Regions from separate parts of the Mus musculus genome. Here region 1 is linked to region 2. The links are chromatin contacts, called in public Hi-C maps. All regions are on one chromosome and are shown on one strand. The core of a region is the stretch at or near the end of the contact, and the rest is flanking DNA. Distances in the headings are between cores, read along the strand shown.

Region 1 (3,229 bases), core at 662-3,161, 100 kb before region 2:
GTTTGGAAGTTAGTATATCAAAGCAAATCAGCAGCAATGATACTACCTAACAGAGACAGCCAGGCCTCAGCTTCCGCATGCGTCAGCAGGAAGGACCCAGAGGAACACCAGGAGAAGTTCTCGACTGTGTCTCTCTCACGTGAGAGAGACCAAAAAGCATTGCACAGCTGGCTGTACTGGCAAGCCAAGCTCTGCTCAATCCAGTACTATATATATGCCCTCCAAACTTCCCGTGTCCTCCATGGTCTTCCCTTAGCTTGTGTCTTACCTCAGCCCATGAGTCTGTCTCAGCTGACATCACTCTGCCAATCAGCCCTTGGAAGCAGCAAGAAACTGCAGCGCACCACCAGAAGTTTTTGGGTGCATTTCTCTTTATGGAGTCCTGACAAATGCAGCTCAACTATGCAATGTAAGGAGGACCAGTAGATGTGTGTAGTTAGTAAAGAATCCTTCATCGTGTGCCCTTTCACGTGTGTGCTTTAGCAGAATATCCTCTCTCCATTGTCTGCTCCAGTAAAATGTTCCTTCACAAGTCTGCCTTAGCCTTTCATCTGTGTCCACTTCAGAAAAACACTTTCATGTGTTTGCCCCAGCAAAACACCATCCAACACAACTGACTCTCTAAAAAAAAAAAAACCTTAAGTTTCCACTCCAAGAATCATTTGGGAAGAGGGGATCTTAGAAAAACACCTTGGTAAGACTGGCCTGTAGGCAAGTCTGTGAGGCTTTTCTTCACTAATGATTGCTGTAGAACAGCCCAACCTGCTGTGGGTGGTCCTGGGTTGTATAAGAAAGCAGGCTGATCTGCTACATTGTGAATTTGAGACCAGCCTGGGTTACATGATATCTGCCTCCAAAAGAGATGAGAAGGAGGAAGAGGGGGAAGGAGCTAGGGAGGAGAGGAGTGGGGGGGGGGAAGATGGGCATGGCGGTGCATAGCCATAATCCTGGCACTTAGGAGAAAAGCAGGAGAATTTCTATGAGTTTGTGGTTAGCATTATCTACAGAATAAGCTTCATTTGGGGGTAATTTATGTGGGCAGCAGCAGAAAATGATCACAGGGAAGCAGACCCTGTGTTAAGATCTGTAAACACAGCCCTGAGCCCTGTACTGCAGGGCTGTTCTCTTGTGTTTCTGACAGGACTGGAGCGTTGGTGAGGAGCTCAGAGACTGAGAGAAAAGGAAGGAGAATCATTTTTCATGGGCATCAGAAGAGCCTCTTCCAGGACTCTAAATTCAAAGCTAGCATGGGATACACAGTGACAGCACGAGAGGGGAAGGGGAGAGGGAGAGGGAGGAAAAAGAGGGAAGAAGAGAAGAGGGGAGGGGAGGGGAGAAGAGGGGAGGGGAGGGGAGCGGAGCGGAGAAGAGGGGAGGGGAGGGGAGGGGAGGGGAGGGGAGGGGAGGGGAGGGGAGGGGAGGGGAGGGGAGGGGAGGGGAGGGGAGGAGAGGAGAGGAGAGGAGAGAGTGAGCTTGGGAACTATTGGAAAAGCCCCCGCCCAGCAGTTCTCCTAGCCCCAGCACCACATAATGCTACCATGAAAGTATAGTTTATAATCCCAAACCTCAGAAGACAGAATCAGGGGGATCAGGAGTTTAAAATCATCCTTAGCTACATAACAAGCTTGAGGCCAGACACAAGGCTCTGTCTCCAAAAGAGAAGAGAAGATCCTCTCTCAGGAGAAAGACCCACCCCACAGCCCCGTGTGCGAACCCAGGTGTGGGCAGGAAGTGGGAAGGACGTTCAGCTTTGGGGAAGGGTACTCCGAGAACAGAGTGCCCTGCGGGAGGGCCGTAAGGCTAGCGGCTCTAGATCCACAGAAGGACCCACCGGTGAAGGATTGAGAGCCTCAGCTTCCTGCAGTTCTCTGGGAGAGGATGAGTCACAGAAACATAAGTTTATTCAGTGATGTAATCGTAGCTGGCACCCCTACTGGGGTGGCTGGAGAACCAGGACCCCAAGCTGTTACCCTGGAGCACCCTGTGAAGTTTCCGAGGGAGGGGGAACTGTGTTGAGGAAGGGGAAGGAGCAAGAGATCCACTGTGCCTGACACAGCAGGATGGCAGCCCTTCCCCTGGTGGGCTGCACAAATTATTTCGCTCTTCTGAGGCTCCGTTTCCAGACTTAAAGAGAGAAGAAGAAAATATGATTTATATCCCAAAGGGCTGTTGGTCACTACGTCCCATGCACACAAGCAAACATGTGTCCTATACTCTGTCTGGTTCCAGGAGCCTCATTTCTCCCCATCCCACCCCACCTCTCCTCATTTATTTATTTATTTATTTATTTATTTATTTATTTATTTATTTATTTATTTATTTATTTATTTTGTTGAGACAGTCTTAAGGTATCCAAAGATGGCCCAAGGTCATTATGTAGTGGAAGATAACCTTGAACTTCGGATTCTCCTGCTTCTGTCTCCTCGGTGCTGGGATCACATGTATGTCCCACCATGTCCCGTTACTACAGTGCAGGGGATGGGATCCAGGGCTTCCTACATGCTGAAGTCTAGCAGTTAGTAGACAAACCTCACCCAGTTGTGTTCTGACCCTATGTCCCTTCTTGGACGTCATCCTACCAGCCAGGCAGAGATCTTGAGGGCCTGTAATTGCCTGCACTTGCAAGTCAGTGCCAGCCAAGGAGGAGAGTTACAAAGAACACAAAAGAAGTGACCTTGGAGGAAGGATGCCTCTCCAGCTTCTTGCTGACACAGAGCACAGCTTTGTGTACAGAAATGTGGATGCCACAGAAGCTGGGCCACAGCAGTACGGAAGCAGCAGCTTGCAAGACGGGAGAAGTCTCAGGGATGCTATCACCAATCAATTTTGCTACTGGTTTTCTTTTTTTAATGCTCATACAAGAGGGGTGTGTAATAAAAAAAAAAAACGCATCCTATGTGAATCAGTTACGAAGAACATTTCAATCACAACAAGACTGACAGAAAGGTCTAAGGGATGAAAATGTACCAAGAGACTGGGAGACTGGGAGATGGTGCAGTTGGCCAAGTTCTTGCTGAGTGGGCATGAGAACTTGAGTTACGTTCCAAGAACACCCCCCCCCAAAAAAAGGCATGGGGACATGCGCTTGTAATCCCAGCACAAAGGAGGCAAAGGCAGAAAGCTAGTCTGATCTGCAAACTGCAGGACAAAGTTTCACTTTGTCTCAATAACCAAGTGAGGCTGGAGAGATAACTCAGAGGCAAACACTTCAGGCAGCTGAGCAACTGCC
Region 2 (2,821 bases), core at 202-2,701:
AGCATAAGGTGAATCAATACATGCGTGTTGTCAGCGAAGACTAGCCAGGTGGAACAAAGGAAACGAATGCTGGAGCTTCCATTTATATTTATATTCTATCTAAGTATCGTGCGTCCTTTCACCTGTGTAGGCTTCAGCAAAACTTCTTTCACCTGTCTGCCCCAGCAAAACATCATTATAACCTGAGTCTCTAAAGATACCAGACATTCCTACTTTATCACACCAGCCCCTCAGGCTCAGTGGTCTTCAGCTCTCAGTTGTTTCCTCCTTGTTGCGGTGGTATTTTGGGAAGTGCTAGAAACTTCATTTGGTGAGACTTAGCTGGAGGGAGTGGGCTAAAGAGAAGGAAGGCGTCCTTGACCTTGCCCTGGCCCCTTCCTATCTAAGCCCACAGAGCAGGAAGCTTGGCCCCCCTCCCCCTACCATGATGCTCTCTCTGCCTTATGCCTTACCACAGGCCCACAGTGAATGTGACTGTGGCCTGAGATCTCTGAAACCATGAGCCCAAATGAATCTTTTCTTCTCTACACCATTTCTCGCCATCACTTGTCACTGTAAAGAAAAGTGGCTGACAGTGTGCACCTGTGTCACGTGTGTTACCTTGTTCCAATCTGCATCCCTTATTGATCTTTGGTCTATTGCTCTGTTAACTAGAGGGGAATCATTAAAATCTCCCATCATAATTAGGGATTCATCTCTGCAGTTCTGTCCACTCCTGCTATAGACACTGTGAGATCATCCTGTTTTCCCAGCCTGCCATTGCAGACAATAGGAGCCCATTATAGATACAGACAAGGCGGCTGCAGCCCAGATACCACCAAGTTCTCAGGTCCTCCTCATAATTTGGCTCTTTCTGTTCATTTTTTAAAAAAGATTTATTTATGTATATGAGTACACTATAGCTGTCTTCAGACACACCAGAGGAGGGCATCAGATGGTTGTGAGCCACCATGTGGTTGCTGGGAATTGACTTCTGGAAGAGCAGTCAGTGCTCTTAACCACTGAGCCATCTCTCCAGCCCTTCTGCTCATTTTTTTAAAAGGCCCCTTCTGGAGAGATGACTTGGTGACAGTCATTTGATTTCCATGTCAATGCAGCCTCTGGAAGATCATCGGACTTGTCTAAATGTATACAGCCGATAGCAGTGTGGCTGGAAGTCCGTCCCAACTGTGTCTAACCTGGCTATACTGTATCTGTGGCCTCAAATTTACACATGCCCCCAGGCTGTGATGGAGAATCCCTAAGGAGAAGCTGTCAATGCAGAGGTAGATTGACTGATAAAAACTTCAGTAGCCTAGGAGTTTGGAATGTTGTTGATCCAGAGCCCAATTATAATTTATCCTGAGCTATTGTTAGCCCACCAAGTAGCCAATCTTTGCTCTGCTCCCAAGCGCTGAGTCAGAAGGAACACTGTGGCTACTGATAAAAACCCTTTGGAATGTAGTTAATTAGCAAAAGCCTAAATTTCTGTCACCCAAAGCTGAGTCATTAGCTAACATCCAGGGTGTACAGCTGAGGTCTGCCCATTACTGTTCACTGAGTATTTGCATAAGTTTGAAAAGTGTCACAAAACTTCATCCACATTGGAAAGTGAAAATTTGGGGTAACCTAAGTCTATTTGGGCCATACTCACTCATATTTAACTCCAGAATAAATCTTCCTTTTCCCTCTGAAGTGAGAGCTATGTTTGTTGGTTGGTTGGTTGTTTTGCATCAAGACCAATAGCTAGACTCGTCTGAATTCCAGCTCCCCCATCTGTTTGTTGCTAGGTGATAGCTGTTTCACTGGGTGATAGCTTTGGGCTCTGGATCACAATATCCCAAAGCATGGTGTTTATGGGTGCTGAGTACTTCGAACTAAAGCCATTGGAAAGCCTCAGACACAGCTCCAAGTAAAGGCTGCTCTGACTGTCTCCCATCCTCCTGCTAAAAGTGGATGGCAGAAACAAGAAGTTACAGGAACTGCAAACCAAGCCGTAAAACCCATTCCTTCTCCTTCGAGGATCCTCATTCCAGACAACCCTGCCCCAACCCCAGGCAGAGCCGATCTGAACAGACAGGCTGGGTCCCTGTATGAGTGTCACTCTGGCCCCGTTGTCTGATCACATTTCCAGAGTTACCTTGCTGAACCTAAATGAAGAGGGACTTTCCCCTAAATTTTTGGGTCTTTATTTCTGAAGGCTTCTGTGATTTCTATTGGATTCTGTGAAATTGATTTGCTAGGCTTTGGTTTTGTTTTTTGTTTTTTTTTTTTTGTTGTTGTTGTTGGTTTTTGCTTTTGTTTTTTTGTTTTGTTTTGGTTTTTTTTTTTTTTTTTTTTTTTTTTTGTGATTGGCTCCTTCTATGTCTCGTGGCCTGGCTTAGAATTTCCTATGCAGCCTTTACTGGCTTCAAACTAAAGCCCTGTCTTACCCTCACTATGCACGGATGACACCCTGTTAAGTTCAGCCTGCCTTGTTACTAAAGAGGAAAATCATGAGAATGTGAGGGCAGACGGCTTAGCAAAAGCTTGCACCTTCTTGCACCTTCCTTAGGCCAGTAAAGTGGACTACTAAAGTTGACCCATGTCCTTGAAAACAGATCTACTTCACAGGTGACAACTGAGTGGTGACCTCCCTTGCATTTTAAACCTTGGAGGTTGGGCCGAGGATGAGCATTATCTAGGAATAGTTGAGCAGAAAGGTAGTCACAGTCTCCCGTATCCCCTGCCCTAAGACAGCGGAGATGGCCCTGCCTGCTTTGTTCCCTCCTAGCTGAGCCTTCCTCAAGTCCAAGCAGAACAACCGGTCTCAGCATCTTTCAATCAGGAGGGATTAAAAACT

What was found. Hi-C and Micro-C count contacts between places; a contact is called where the count stands out from the background.
Region 1: a contact with region 2 is called in a Hi-C map of extraembryonic ectoderm, with 1.9 times the contacts expected there. The contact joins two enhancer-like sites. A contact is called at or near these places in 9 of 39 promoter capture datasets (embryonic stem cells, hippocampal neurons, liver and 3 more), 3 of 15 datasets of contacts at CTCF or cohesin (the NIH/3T3 cell line, embryonic stem cells and large pre-B cells), 37 of 484 Hi-C or Micro-C datasets (the AML12 cell line, B cells, CD4 single positive thymocytes and 22 more), 7 of 115 datasets of contacts at active chromatin or transcription factors (acute myeloid leukemia, bone marrow-derived dendritic cells, embryonic stem cells and 1 more) and 5 of 9 other capture datasets (adipose tissue, embryonic stem cells, liver and 2 more).

The regions. Positions count from the first base shown.
Region 1 is chr9:62,399,398-62,402,626 of GRCm38.p6, reverse strand. No RefSeq gene overlaps it. Among named protein-coding and RNA genes, the nearest start is that of Gm40523, 15 kb to the left of the region's middle. Within about 2 kb of position 1,911, at least 23 of the 459 cell types and tissues checked have an H3K27ac peak or open chromatin away from gene starts, as enhancers often do. A contact at or near this core is called in extraembryonic ectoderm and stem cell-derived neural progenitor cells, where this site is marked.
Region 2 is chr9:62,295,716-62,298,536 of GRCm38.p6, reverse strand. No RefSeq gene overlaps it. Among named protein-coding and RNA genes, the nearest start is that of Spesp1, 15 kb to the right of the region's middle. Within about 2 kb of position 1,451, at least 14 of the 459 cell types and tissues checked have an H3K27ac peak or open chromatin away from gene starts, as enhancers often do. A contact at or near this core is called in extraembryonic ectoderm and stem cell-derived neural progenitor cells, where this site is marked.